Regions from separate parts of the Mus musculus genome. Here all the other regions are linked to region 1. A link is a contact called in public Hi-C data. All regions are on one chromosome and are shown on one strand. Each heading gives the region's core, a stretch centred on a gene start, on an enhancer-like site or on the middle of the called end of the contact. The rest is flanking DNA. Distances are from core to core; before and after follow the strand shown.

The links. Hi-C and Micro-C count contacts between places; a contact is called where the count stands out from the background.
Region 2: a Hi-C map of bone marrow-derived macrophages shows a contact between it and region 1, with 2.9 times the contacts expected there. The contact joins two enhancer-like sites. A contact is called at or near these places in 6 of 484 Hi-C or Micro-C datasets (bone marrow-derived macrophages, cortical neurons, liver and 1 more) and 1 of 115 datasets of contacts at active chromatin or transcription factors (microglia).
Region 3: a contact with region 1 is called in a Hi-C map of bone marrow-derived macrophages, with 1.4 times the contacts expected there. The contact joins two enhancer-like sites. A contact is called at or near these places in 3 of 484 Hi-C or Micro-C datasets (bone marrow-derived macrophages, peritoneal macrophages and pre-B cells).

Annotation. Positions count from the first base shown.
Region 1 is chr13:10,108,095-10,112,573 of GRCm38.p6, forward strand. All of the region lies in intron 3 of Chrm3 (cholinergic receptor, muscarinic 3, cardiac), which reads right to left. Among named protein-coding and RNA genes, the nearest start is that of Gm26861, 250 kb to the right of the region's middle. Within about 2 kb of position 1,782, at least 12 of the 459 cell types and tissues checked have an H3K27ac peak or open chromatin away from gene starts, as enhancers often do. A contact at or near this core is called in bone marrow-derived macrophages, where this site is marked.
Region 2 is chr13:9,880,669-9,885,147 of GRCm38.p6, forward strand. All of the region lies in intron 4 of Chrm3 (cholinergic receptor, muscarinic 3, cardiac), which reads right to left. Among named protein-coding and RNA genes, the nearest start is that of Gm40665, 87 kb to the left of the region's middle. Within about 2 kb of position 1,818, at least 43 of the 459 cell types and tissues checked have an H3K27ac peak or open chromatin away from gene starts, as enhancers often do. A contact at or near this core is called in bone marrow-derived macrophages, where this site is marked.
Region 3 is chr13:10,251,478-10,255,956 of GRCm38.p6, forward strand. All of the region lies in intron 1 of Chrm3 (cholinergic receptor, muscarinic 3, cardiac), which reads right to left. Among named protein-coding and RNA genes, the nearest start is that of Gm26861, 110 kb to the right of the region's middle. Within about 2 kb of position 1,789, at least 41 of the 459 cell types and tissues checked have an H3K27ac peak or open chromatin away from gene starts, as enhancers often do. A contact at or near this core is called in bone marrow-derived macrophages, where this site is marked.

The DNA of each region.
Region 1 (4,479 bases), core at 532-3,031:
CAAAATTTGTGACCCATTGGTATGTAAGAAAATTTATCTTTCATGTATACATCATGTATACATCACATATTTAAAGGTTGAAGTTTTTAGAAAGAACCCAGGTAGGTAACAAAAGTAAAGTATGACTAATTAAGTTGGAAAAATAATTTAATGCTAGCTTTTAAAATACACTATGGACAATGTGAAAAAATGATGAAATTTAAAATATTACCAATAATCCTAATGCCAATTTTTTAGTTCCTTTTCATTGTGCTATTCATTTGCTATAGATTTGTCTGTCTGAGCTGGGCAGTGGTGGCACACACCTTTAATCCCAGCAGTTGGGAGGCAGAGGCAGAGGCAGGCAGATTTCTGAGTTCGAGGCCAGCTTGGTCTACATAGTGAGTTCCAGGACAGCCAGGGCTACACAGAGAAACCCTGTCTCAAAAAACCAAAACAAAATAAACAAACAAACCAAAGCAAAAAAACTCAAAAAGCAAAACAAAACAAAAGATTTGTCTGATTTGTCTATGTATCTATTATGTATCTATCTATCATCTACCTATTATCTATCATCTATCTATCCACCATCTATTTATCATCTAGCTATTGTCATCTATCTATCTATCTATCTATCTATCTATCTATCTATCTATCTATCTATCTATCATCTATTTATCATCTAGCTATTGTCATCTATCTATCTGTCATCTAGCTATGCATCCATTCATCTATCTACCTACCATATACATATCTACTTACCTTTTTACATGATATGCTGAGGATGGAATTCAGTTACTTGTGAATGCCAGGAAAGCATTCTTCCATTGAGCTGCCTTTCCAGCCCTTAATATTAATTTCTGCCAAAGGGTAATTGACACGAGGTCAATTGCTTATTTCATATTACTTGTAAAGCCTGTAGAATATGGACCTAGAGAAGTGTTTCAAGATTGAGTGAATATTATTTTGGCCTGCATGATCATACAGATCAATAAACTAACTTTAGATGAAAGAAAAGCAGATGGACACCAGGGTGGAAGAGAACAAGAAGACAGCCAATCTCTGGCTTAGAGAACTACACATCAGAGAGCCATCCCTTTACCATATACACAAGACATACAAAGAGTATTTAATTTTGGTCTCTTCAAAACATCTTGACTGGGCAGTGGTGGTGCACACCTATAATCCAGTCATTCCAGTCAGAGGCAGGCAGATCTCTTAAGTTTGAGGCCAACTTGTTCTACAGAATGGGTTCCAGGACAGTTAGGCTTATACAGAGAACCCTGGTCTGGGAAAACCAAAAGAAAAGAAAAAGAAAAAAAAAGTATCTTGAAATCATGGAACTCAAAAAATCTGCTAGAAAGGCAGGAATAGATAAAAGTAAGATTATCTCCTATTCTACAGATTGGAAAAAAAAAAATCCCAGTTCAGTCTGTGAGGTCAAGAAAGAGACTAAAGTTTATAAGGAAGTAACCTTGAGCTCTATTGTTAGATCTCCCCCCCCCCCAAAAAAAAGTTGTTTTTGTGACAAAACAAGAAACAGTTTGACATGATTCTGCTTGGCCCTTTGGCATGCAAAAATACTAAGGCTGGCTGACATTCTGGCTGCACAGTTCACAGCTGTGTAATCACTGGGGTCTAGGACTCCTGACTATACTTAGTTCACCCCGTGGATTCCTTTTGAGACCAAGACAATGGAACTTATAATTAGCAAACTACTATAAGTCTAGAACTATGACACATGAATAGAACTCTTCCTTTTTCTCTTCCCCTCTCCAGGAGCATAAAAATAGAACAAGGAACTCAAATCACTTTTAATAAAAATATAACCAAAGATGGAACTTGGCAAGAGCAATGCCCAGTGAGAGAAGCAGGGTGAGTCTTATTTTCCTCTGACACTCAGACTTCTTTCTGACATGCAGGCGTGGATGTGAGCCTGTCAGAGAGGGATTGCTAACCGATGCCTTGCATTTACATCCCCAGTACAGGGGTCAGAGGTCATCCATGCGATGTGCTCACAGCATAAGCAGATATGTGAAAAAAATTAATCACAATACGAAACTGTATAGGCGATATGTATTTTCTTCTATGTCCTGAAGCATTTCACATAGCATTCAAGTTACTCTGTCTTCCAGTGCTTTGTGCCTGGGCGTCTTCTTTGCTCTGCTACTTCTGCTCTCCCGACCTATTACTAAATAAAGTAAGGGTCATTTGAACAAAGTACTGCCAAGCCATGATAGTCAGTCTGATAAACTGAAGGGCTAAGTATTAACAAGCATGTAGCGCATATGGCATGGATCCTGAGAAGAAAAAGATAGATCATGTCCTAAGTGGGACTGACTAAAATCACGGGAGACCTCATAACCCTGCTTAGGAAAAGGTACAATTTACAACTGATTTACAACTTGTGAGTTGTTTACTTGTGGAATTTTCCATTTAATATCTTCTTGATTGATTGATTAATTAGTTGTCTGTAGGTAACAGAAATTTGGGAAACAAAATCGTGAATAAGAGAAATCATATTACAAATCCAACCCAGAGACTATTACTTTCCCTTGGTCCACTGATACTAACTCATTTTTTCTGACTCCTTACTAATTTCTGCTTCATCTCTTTGACAGCTGTCAGATCAATATTCCAAAATAACAGCTCAATTTCCAGTTCAAAATCATCAAGTGACCATGCAACTCCTGGAAACAAGAAAATGGGACAGCAATGTTCCTTTAAGCGTAATCTTTTTTTTTTTCATTATATATGTTGATCGTTTATTTCATTTTTTTTAGCTGTAGAACATGATTACTTTCCAAAGTGTCTTAAAAAAATTATAATTAACAGTAATGCAAGAGAAAGCAAAAACTTGACCTTTAACCGAAACATTATTCAGCAACTTATTGATATGAGTTTCAATAAAATATCAAATTCACATTTTAGAAATTATTTAAAAATATAAATGAGGTAGATGTACATAATCAGAGAAAATGAAAAACCTATTTCACATGAGTTATAATAGTGCAGAGAGCCATGTAACAGGATAAATTAAAGCACGCGCGCGTGCGCGTGTGCACACACACACAGAGTATTCAAGTATCTGCTTATTTATCCCGATTTTCTTTCAAATAGTATTTTAAAATACATTATATGTTTTGAAGTGATGTAAGAACAATTAATGAAAAAGGAGCTATGATATTGAAAGAGAACAGTCATTGGTGATGGTGACAATGGTGGCAGTTGTGCATAGAAGGCTTGGGGGGAAAATAGAAGAATGATCTACTTTTATTATAGTGTAAAAAATTAAAATAAAAATATTTAAAATAAAATATTTATTGCCTTTCTACCCATCCTTTTATTCTTAATTCTAAAAATATATAAAAACTGTATAACTATATTGAAAATAAGTGCACAGTTCATAGAAGAATAGACTCAGGGTCTTGATAGTCTTAAAACTTAATCTTGATTTATCTTTCTGCATTTCCCCTCCAACTCTGTCCCACCTAGAGTGCCCAAAGAAGTGTCCTGATTCTCCTTGGTTCACAGGTTTTTCCCAACTCCAGTTTCTTTTGCCATGTCCACCAGCGGGTTTGCAATTCCTCTGCCAGACTCTTCCTATCACCATCCACCAAACTCTGTCTTTTAAAGTTCAAGCGGGTGCAATCAATTCTTCCTGCCTCATCTCAGCAGAACATTTCCCTTCTGCGTGTCTCATTCTATCCTGCTTTCTGAGTGTATATGACCTATTTTCCACAATTAAATAAATTTGAAAATGTTTAAGCAGTACTAACGTGTCTGGACAATTTTTATAAAGCAACTTCTGGCACTGTAAAGATCTCTATTTCTGATGAGGCGGCCACCCCTCCCTTCATCCATTTGTAACCAGAGCCAGACTCTTCTCTTTCTCTTGTTGCAGACACTTTTCCTAACTAAGCTTGAGTCACTCTCTTCTGAACTTGACTCCCAAGTGCTCCGTGGTCTTTAAACTCTTTCATGTTTTACTACAACACTCGGTTTTAACTCAATTCTGCTAAGTCAGTTGATTGATAATGCACCCTTGATTTGTGAGTCCTCTGCGAATCTAAGACCCTCTTTCTCCATTTCTCAGGTCATGTTTGATTTCCTCACCTTCACCAAGTATCCCAACAAGAGATCTATGTAACTGGAATACCACTCCCCTGTTCCTGGTAGTTTCTCTAATTCTTACCCACCTTGATCTTTGGCTCTGTCCACACTGTATCATAATCTGGCTAAGATCTTTACTAAAGCCTTCTTCCTCTACTGCAAGATTTCTGAATAAATCTGCTGTGACTCATCCCATTTTGCAAGGGGGGCAAGGCCCTGTCAGTTATTTAAATCCTGCTACTGCTGACGTTGTAACCCAGTGCCTCATGCTATGTTGCAGCTGTCATGCTAAGCTTCTACAAAACAGTTCTTTCTAATGAAAAAAATTAAAAAAGAGCATTGCATGAACCATTTCATTTGATCTTCACAGTACGGAAGAACAGGCTG
Region 2 (4,479 bases), core at 568-3,067, 230 kb before region 1:
GCCAATGCATGTAGATGCTAGGAAGATAGAAAGGTCTTTCGTCTTTGGAGGTGCTGGGTGCTGTTCACCACCTTTGTATCTGTGTACAAAATCTGAGAGTAAGGGAAGGCAAATGGAAGATGAGGTAGCAGCAGGATGGGGTGAAACCCTGAGAAACAGATACAATCTGAGGACAGGCCTTTCAACACTAGACATAGCTACATCTGAATCAATAGAACCACTTCGACCTTGCATTTATACTACTTCTACTCCTCCTCCTCCTCCTCCTCCTCCTCCTACTACTACTACTACTACTACTACTACTACTAAAATCTCCCTTTGTTCCCTGCAGTTCTGAAGGAACAATTTGATTATCCATAGATAATGGCTCTTGATTCACCTATTTGGTTAAAGTAGCAAGTGAATATTCTAGGCTAGTCTACCTCTCTAATATATAACTTGAGGGTTATAGCTAATCCTAACTATACTTTTTTTTTTTTTTAACAAACAAGTGGATTTGAATTGCTCTGACCACACATGCAATAATCTGCTGTATCAGGTTATGTAAATCTGTGTCATGGTAGAAACCATTGACTCTTTTCATTTGTTGTGAATGCCAACTGTACAGAAATAAATTTGTTTAAAGTGTTTTTATTATATTTATTTATTAGCTTATCTTTTTTTGTACATGTGATATACATATTGTGGGTGCATATGCCATGGTGCATGGGTGGAGGTCAGAAGACAATCTGGGGGATTTGGTGCTCTCTTTCTACCATGTGGGTGCTGGGAATGTGCCTCAGGTCAACAGTGGTTGCAAGTGCCTTTGTGTGTTGATCCATCTCACTGGCTCTTGAAATTTGTTTTTAAAAAGTTAAAAAAAAATGAGTAGGACTAAAAGAAAATAATTTTGGCATCAGCAAATCTCCTTAAAATCACTTATTGTAAGCTGCTGTGTTTGGTCTGTGGAATCCAGAAGTCACAGCCTATGTGCTTACGATCTGTCCTACAACTGAGAGCAAAGACATGAATAAAGTCTTGTTTTTCTAAAGTCAGTCATGCAGGCAGTAAGAAATCCCTCCCTGCAGACAGTCACATGATATTTTATAAACTGAAAACAACTAGACTTGTTCAGTTGAGCAACAGTATCAAAGAATGTAAGAAATTTGGAAATAAGTCTCAGGTCAGCTATTTTCTTATAGCTTCTCTCGTCCTTCTGGTCCACAAAGCATATAGTCCTATCATCTATCCAGAAAAGTGAGCCGAAACTCTCAACTTTTAAACCTCTTACTTGGAAAGTCTAAGTTACTTCTTGCTCCCAGAACTCTAAATTATTTCTATTTCTTTATATTTTTAAATTAGATTTGCTTATTTTATGTGTGAATGTTTTGCTTGCACAGTCTGTGCACTACCGGTGTGTTTGGTGTTCAGAGAGGTCAGGAGAGTATATCCAATTCCCCGGGACTGTAGTTACAGAGGGCTGTGAACCAGCACACGGATGCTGGGATTCAAACCCATGTCCCATGCAAGAGCAGCAAGTGCTCTCAACCATGGAGCCATCTCTCCAGCTCTCTAATTCTATCTCCACTTTAATTATTCTTTTTCTTATCCTAATCGTGGGAAGTCTTTTGCAGTTTGCAACCATTTTTTTTGAAAGACCAGATACATGGTGTTTCCTCTTTGTAAATCTGGTATATGTCATATTCAGGGCTTATTTTGGGTCTCTGCTTTGGACAGGAGTGTGTCTGTTTTCTGTCATAGTTCATTACAACACTCAGCAGCTATGTCATCATGAATAGAAAGATCGCATCAGGCCACTAGGTGGCAAAGTTGACTCAAAGAACAACTTTGCTGCTGTAAGATGCCTAAGCAGCCTGCTGTCCCTGACCACAGACTTGGAATTCAGCTTAGTTCAGTCACGCGGTAGGTCGGTCGGCAGAGGATATCAAACAGGGTGGACAGAGCTTTCCACTCAAACATGTCTTTAAAGGGAATCAAACTTGTGAACCTAAGCCCTCATCTTCATCTCAAGCTGTGAGGAGGAGAGACGTTGCCTAATATGGTACAGTGATTCTTCTTGTGAACAAAACAATCCTGAAGGCTAAAAGTGGGATAAAATTCCACTTAAAAGGGAGAAAGCTTGTTTTTAAAAAGATGATGTATCAGACTTCCCGCCCGATTGCTGCCTTTCGTAAGCTTTTATTTGACCGTGACAACAGGATGTGAAAGGCTTGGCTGAGGCTTGTGAAATAACACCGTTTTACCTAAAAAACCAAACATCTAAGTAGGATAGTTGTGGATCTCCACAAACACCTTTCAGGCCTAGAACATTTTTTTATCAGTGTTTTTAGAGAAATGGAATGGAGTCAAAAGCAAACATGAGTAATTCTTTTCAAACACCAGAAAGACCCCTCTCATCGGAGCCAATTAGTGCAGTGTCCCCAGGGTTCTTAGAGGAGGGAAGACCTTTACGTAAGATCTAAGATTTATCTACTGTCTTTCTACATTCTGAAGGTCATTCAATGTCATCCCCTGTGACTGCTAGGCTTTTGTTGTTAAAGGGAAGCAGCTACACTTTGAGGAAATACCGCTTGATCTTACATAACCGTGGAATTCATTTTGCTTAAAGATCTCCTAGGGGTCAGGGGATGGCTCAGTTGGTAAAACACTGGGCACTCAAGAGTAAGGACCTAAGTTTGGATGCCCTACAATTCAAGTAAAGAAGGAGCACCATAGTGTGTATTCCTGTCATTCCTGCTCTCCTAGCGTGGCGGGATGGGACAGCAGGATCCATAGAAGCTGGCTCGCCAGCTAGCTTATTATATACAGCCACAAAAATAATAAGGGACTCTGTCTCAAGCAAGGCAGCAGGTGGGGACTGAAACCTGTGGTGGTCCTCTGACCTCCTTTTATTCTTTTTTTTTTAATTAGTTATTTTCCTCATTTACATTTCCAATGCTATACCAAAAGTCCCCCATACCCTCCCCCCCACTCCCCTACCCACCCACTCCCCTACCCACCCACTTCCACTTTTTGGCCCTGGCGTTCCCCTGTACTGGGGCATATACAGTTTGCGTGTCCAATGGGCCTCTCTTTCCAGTGATGGCCGACTAGGCCATCTTTTGATACATATGCAGCTAGAGTCAAGAGCTCCGGGGTACTGGTTAGTTCATAATGTTGTTCCACCTATAGGGTTACAGATCCCTTCAGCTCCTTGGCTACTTTCTCTAGCTTCTCCATTGGGAGCCCTGTGATCCATCCATTAGCTGACTGTGAGCATCCACTTCTGTGTTTGCTAGGCCCCGGCATAGTCTCACAAGAGACAGCTACATCTGGGTCATTTCAATAAAATCTTGCTAGTGTATGCAATGGTGTCATTCTGGCGGTTCCTCAGAAAATTGGACATAGTACTACCGGAGGATCCAGCAATACCTCTCCTGGGCATATATCCAGAAGATGCCCCAACTGGTAAGAAGGACACATGCTCCACTATGTTCATAGCAGCCTTATTTATAATAGCCAGAAGCTGGAAAGAACCCAGATGTTCCACCTATAGGGTTGCAGTTCCCTTTAGTTCCTTGGGTGCTTTCTCTAGTTCCTCCATTGAATTTAGTCATTTCTTTTCTTTTTTTTTTTTTTTTCAACCCAGATGCCCCTCAACAGAGGAATGGATACAGAAAATGTGGTACATCTACACAATGGAGTACTACTCAGCTATTAAAAAGAATGAATTTATGAAATTCCTAGCTATTTTTTTAAGGTCCACACTTAAAAGACTGTCTTTATAGCCAGACAGACATGTTCCACATATCTGATTTTCTTTAATATTCCCATTTGTTTGCACATTCCAACTGATACATCTCTATATGCAATTGTAACTTTGAAAAAACAAAACAAAAACTCAAAATCCCTCAAAGCGGAAGCAGTGCGTGATAGCCCCACTGTCTCCCTACCTTGGCTTTGAGGCAGGGTCTCTCTTGTTATTTCTGTCCTTGCTCTGCATACAACAGCTTCCCATTGATTTTTCTGTCTCCCCCAACTCAGTTCCTACTTTAGGGGCGCTCAAGCAGAAGCAGGAGAAGCTCTGCCACAGCCCCCCTCCCCCCCGAGAGTCCAGGATGTGTCCCCAACCCCAACAACTGGTAGGTCACAGAGCCCTCTGACCTTGCTTCCTTGTTAGAGAAAAATGCAGAACCCAACACTTGAGGACTGAACAGCAACGACAGGAAACACCTGATCCACACCCAGCCTGATCCACACCCAGCCTGATCCACACCCAGCCTGATCCACACCCAGCCTGATCCACACCCAGCCTGATCCACACCCAGCCTGATCCACACCTAGCCTGATCCACACCCAGCCTGATCCACACCCATCCTGATCCACACCCAGCCTGATCCACACCCAGCCTGATCCACACCCAGCCTGATCCACACTCAGCCTGATCCACAGTAGTTTCTCTAAGACAGGAAGATAAACAGAAGGCTCCTCTCTGATTGG
Region 3 (4,479 bases), core at 539-3,038, 140 kb after region 1:
TGAAATAAAAAATTGAAAAGGGCTTAAAAATTAAGGAACAGAAGACACACCTAATGGGACAGCCCACCTCTAAAACACTGACATCACGAAATCCCAATAGGACTCTACTGACGGAGAATTGCTAGTGGAACTTAAAATGGCTCAGCTTATATTGAACAGAATTTCACTGTGTTTCACAAAATTAAACATAGCCTAACCATATGATCCAGCGATTGCACTCCTTGGCACTCATCCAAACCAGGGATAACTTAGGTCCCCGTGAAGCAGATCACAGATGTTTATAGCAGTTTTAATCATATCTGCCAAAACTTGGGAGCAACAAGATGTTCTTCAGTAGGTGAATGAGTAAATAAAATGTGGTACCTTTCAGACAATGGAAATTTGCTCCATTCTAAAATTAAATGAGCTATTGAGTCATGAAAAAAAAAGGAAGATACTCCAATGAATATTGGGAAGTGAAAGAAGCCAATCCTAAAAGACTGCTTGTTGTTAAGACTCCATCTGTGTGCATTGTGGAAGAGACAAAACTAAAGGAAGCCAGGGGCAGTAAGGAGGTAAGCATAGCTAGGGTTAAGGAGAAGAGGAAAGAGAAAGGGGTAAAGAAGCAAAGTATAAATGACCGTTGGGCAGTGGGACTACTCTCTATGACACTGTGATGTTGGGTAATTGACTCTGAACCTTTGTAAAAACCCTTAGGACTACAAGTTTAATGCGAGTAAAGCCCAGGCTGAAGTGATAGCTCAGATGGTAAGGTGCTTGTCTTCAAATATATAAATCTGACCTTGGACTCCCAAAACTCACATAATAAGCCCTGTGCCATCAATTCCTGTACCCAAGGTTCAAGGAACATCATGAAAGAGGGGTTCAAAAAATTATGAGTCAACTGTGCCTCCTAGGAATGATGGGGAAGCTTCAACTCTGCTACTCCACGGCTGCCTAAATAAGAGTGGCAAGGATACCACCAATAGACATGGAAGGGGAAATCTTAGGATGCCCCAAACCTAGACATAGAACTACAGATGACTAAGGAATGCTGAGGGTGGGAGAAACAGTCTCATCTAGGGATGAGTCCCCTAATTGATTATATAATATCAAATGGTCAGTTCAAAACTCATACAAGTAAGACAAAATTCACTGAACAGGTTATATTTACATGTTTAGGCATATATTACATATGTATGTATGTATGTATGTATGTATCAATAATAATAAATGGGGAAACAAGCCAGGTGCTCTGATGAGCATTTGAAATCCCAGAGGTGGGAGGTAGAGGCAGGCAGAACCCTGAGGTTGGTCAGCCAGCCTGTCTAGACGACTTGGTGAGCTCCAGAGTAGTGTCAAACAAGCATTTTGTCAAACAAGATGGATAGCAACTGAATAATGACATTTAAAATTGTACTATGGATTTCATGTGCATATGCATAGATGTACACACACACACACACACACACACACACACACACACACACACACATACACAGAACCCTAATGTAAGCTATGGATTTTTAATAGCAATGATGTGTTGACAAAGGTTTGTCGGTTATAACAAGCACTGTACTTGGTTTGGGATGGGGCTGGTGGGCATGCTTGTGGTTGGTTGCCTTGGGATAGGTACCATATGAGAACTGTCTGTGCTTGCCATTCAGTCTTCCTAAAACTGCCTTCCACAGTAAGACTAAATACTTTTTAATAAGTTATGTCATAGTGAACTGTCACTCAGGGTGTGGTTTTAACTGTCATTTTCATTCACAAAACTCAACTCTTATTGAAAGAGGAAGTAGCATGATAGCTCTTCAACAATTGCTGGAACCCTGAAACCAGGAAGTCTGTCCACAATGACTCTCCAGTGCCTTGAACAGTGTCTGTCACTGCTGTCAGTGTTGTAACCAATGACTAATTAGATTCATTCATATCATAAATCATTAGAAAGAATTTTATAATTTATTAAAAGTCACACAGAAATTTGTATACACACATTTATAATTTTATATGCACACACACACATATGCTGGAGAGATGGATCAGCAATTTGAAGCACATATTGCTATTATAGAGGACCTGAGTTCAGATTCCAGCACCAACATCCAGCAGCTTACAACCACCAGTAACTCTTAGCTCCAGGGGCTTCAATATCCAATGTTTCCTGCCTCCCATGGTACCTAAACTTATAAGGCACATATTTCCCCATCACCATACACACACACACACACACACACACACCACACGCGCGCGCGCACTCGCATACACGCACACACACATATATATGTATATATAAATAACAACAAATCGTTAAAAAGTCACATTTATGTAGAGACTGCCATATCCAGGGATCCACCCCATAATCAGCATCCAAACGCTGACACCATTGCATACACTAGCAAGATTTTATTGAAAGGACCCAGATGTAGCTGTCTCTTGTGAGACTATGCTGGGGCCTAGCAAACACAGAAGTGGATACTCACAGTCAGCTAATGGATGGATCACAGGGCTCCCAATGGAGGAGCTAGAGAAAGTAGCCAAGGAGCTAAAGGAATCTGCAACCCTATAGGTGGAACAACATTATGAACTAACCAGTACCCCGGAGCTCTTGACTCTAGCTGCATATGTTTCAAAAGATGGCCTAGTCGGCCATCACTGGAAAGAGAGGCCCATTGGACTTGCAAACTTTATATGCCCCAGTACAGGGGAACGCCAGGGCCAAAAAGGGAGAGTGGGTGGGTAGGGGAGTGGGGGTGGGTGGGTATGGGGGACTTTTGGTATAGCATTGGAAATGTAAATGAGCTAAATACCTAATAAAAATGGAAAAAAAGTCACATTTATATATAACTCAAAAATTATAATCGTTAGAAATCTTAGAAAGCATATGAAAAACAGAAAATGACAGGATTAACAATAAATGGTATTATTTGGGAAATAATATAATAACAAAGCTACAAATGACGCTACAGAGTAAAGAGCTATAGGGCATAGGATCATGTTATGATGGCAATTTTCTTACAGTACCATCATTGTTATCAAGTACATTTATATTATATACATTGAAAAATGTAAAAATATATCATTTGAAAATACATTGATATTGGATTAACTTCATAAATCTGGATTTTGTTGTCAAAGACAAAGTTTCAGAAATATAACTCAAAATGTTACATCCCTCCAATACCAAAAGATACATCAATGACATGAGTATGAGTGTGGGACACAGAGACATCTCCCAATGTCCTATGGAGGTCTACCTAAAGCAAAGAAAGGTCAGACCTAACTGTGGAGGTGAAGCTGGAAACAGATTCTGTAAGGACCCCTGATCTGCTTTCCCTGGGGCATCTGTCAGCTCACTCACGAAGGAACCTTAGTTATAACAGCTTCTTGGACTCAGATCTGTGTGATAGGGATTTGGAGTGGAAGTTAGTACATGAAGCTACAGCACTTGAAGAAAGACTGGACACTGAAAACAGAATGACCATCAGCAGAAAGACAGGGAGGGGGACAGGAAGGAAGAAGGACATTGGGATCTGGGTGGTGGGACTAATAACTGCCTTTCACATGATGTAATCAAGTTTGAGTTCTGCAGTTCTTGCTAAATAATGATGGCATTGGTGTGCACAGGACAGAGATGACAGCCTGAGCAATGAGCTTCAGCTCATCTCTGCTTCACAGACTCTCTTTCATTGCAGCTGTTTCCCAAAGTCTCTAGACATCGGTGCAGTTAGACTACTGGTGATTTAAAGGTATGGGCTGTCTCTAGAGCTCAAGGAGTTCCCTTCGTTTAGTGAAGTCCCAGATGCAAGCCCTGAATCCTACAAGCAACTAGCAAATATAGGGTTGTGCAACCCCAGGTAGCAGATCTGTGTTGCTCTCGACTGTGGTCAGAGAAGTTTCTTTTTGTAGAGGGCAGTAGTGAATGCAAAGACCCCCAATTGTTCAAAGTGCTGAGAATGGGTGACTGTGAGCATGCAGCCATAGATGGAACATCGATATCAACTGCACATCCTCCAGGCTCTAGCAACATCATGGAAGAAGGGGAAGAAAGAATGTAAAACCCATTGAATGGAGAGGTGCTCTGAGAAGTACTACCTTCTGGGCAAACACAGCTGTTGCTCAAGTGAGCTCACAGCAGCTGTGGCTACCTCCAAACGACCACACAAGATTAAGGTGGTTTAAGTTGCAGCGTGGATGGGTAGGGAATCCTGGCTTAGGGGCTCTTGGCAGGGCAATAAAAAGTTCATGAAGCTGAGAAGGAAATATGCTGGAGAGACTTGGTAAGGAAGAGCAGGAGGTAGATATGCTCACACTACTTCATACACACTTATCAATTCTTTTTTTCCTTTTTTATTAGATATTTTCTTCATTTACATTTCAAATGCTATCCCTAAAGCCCCCATACCCTCCCCCACCCTGCTCTCCAACCAGCCCATTCCTGCTTCCTGGCTCTGGCATTCCTCTGTACTGGGGCCTATGGTCTTCACAAGACTAGGGGCT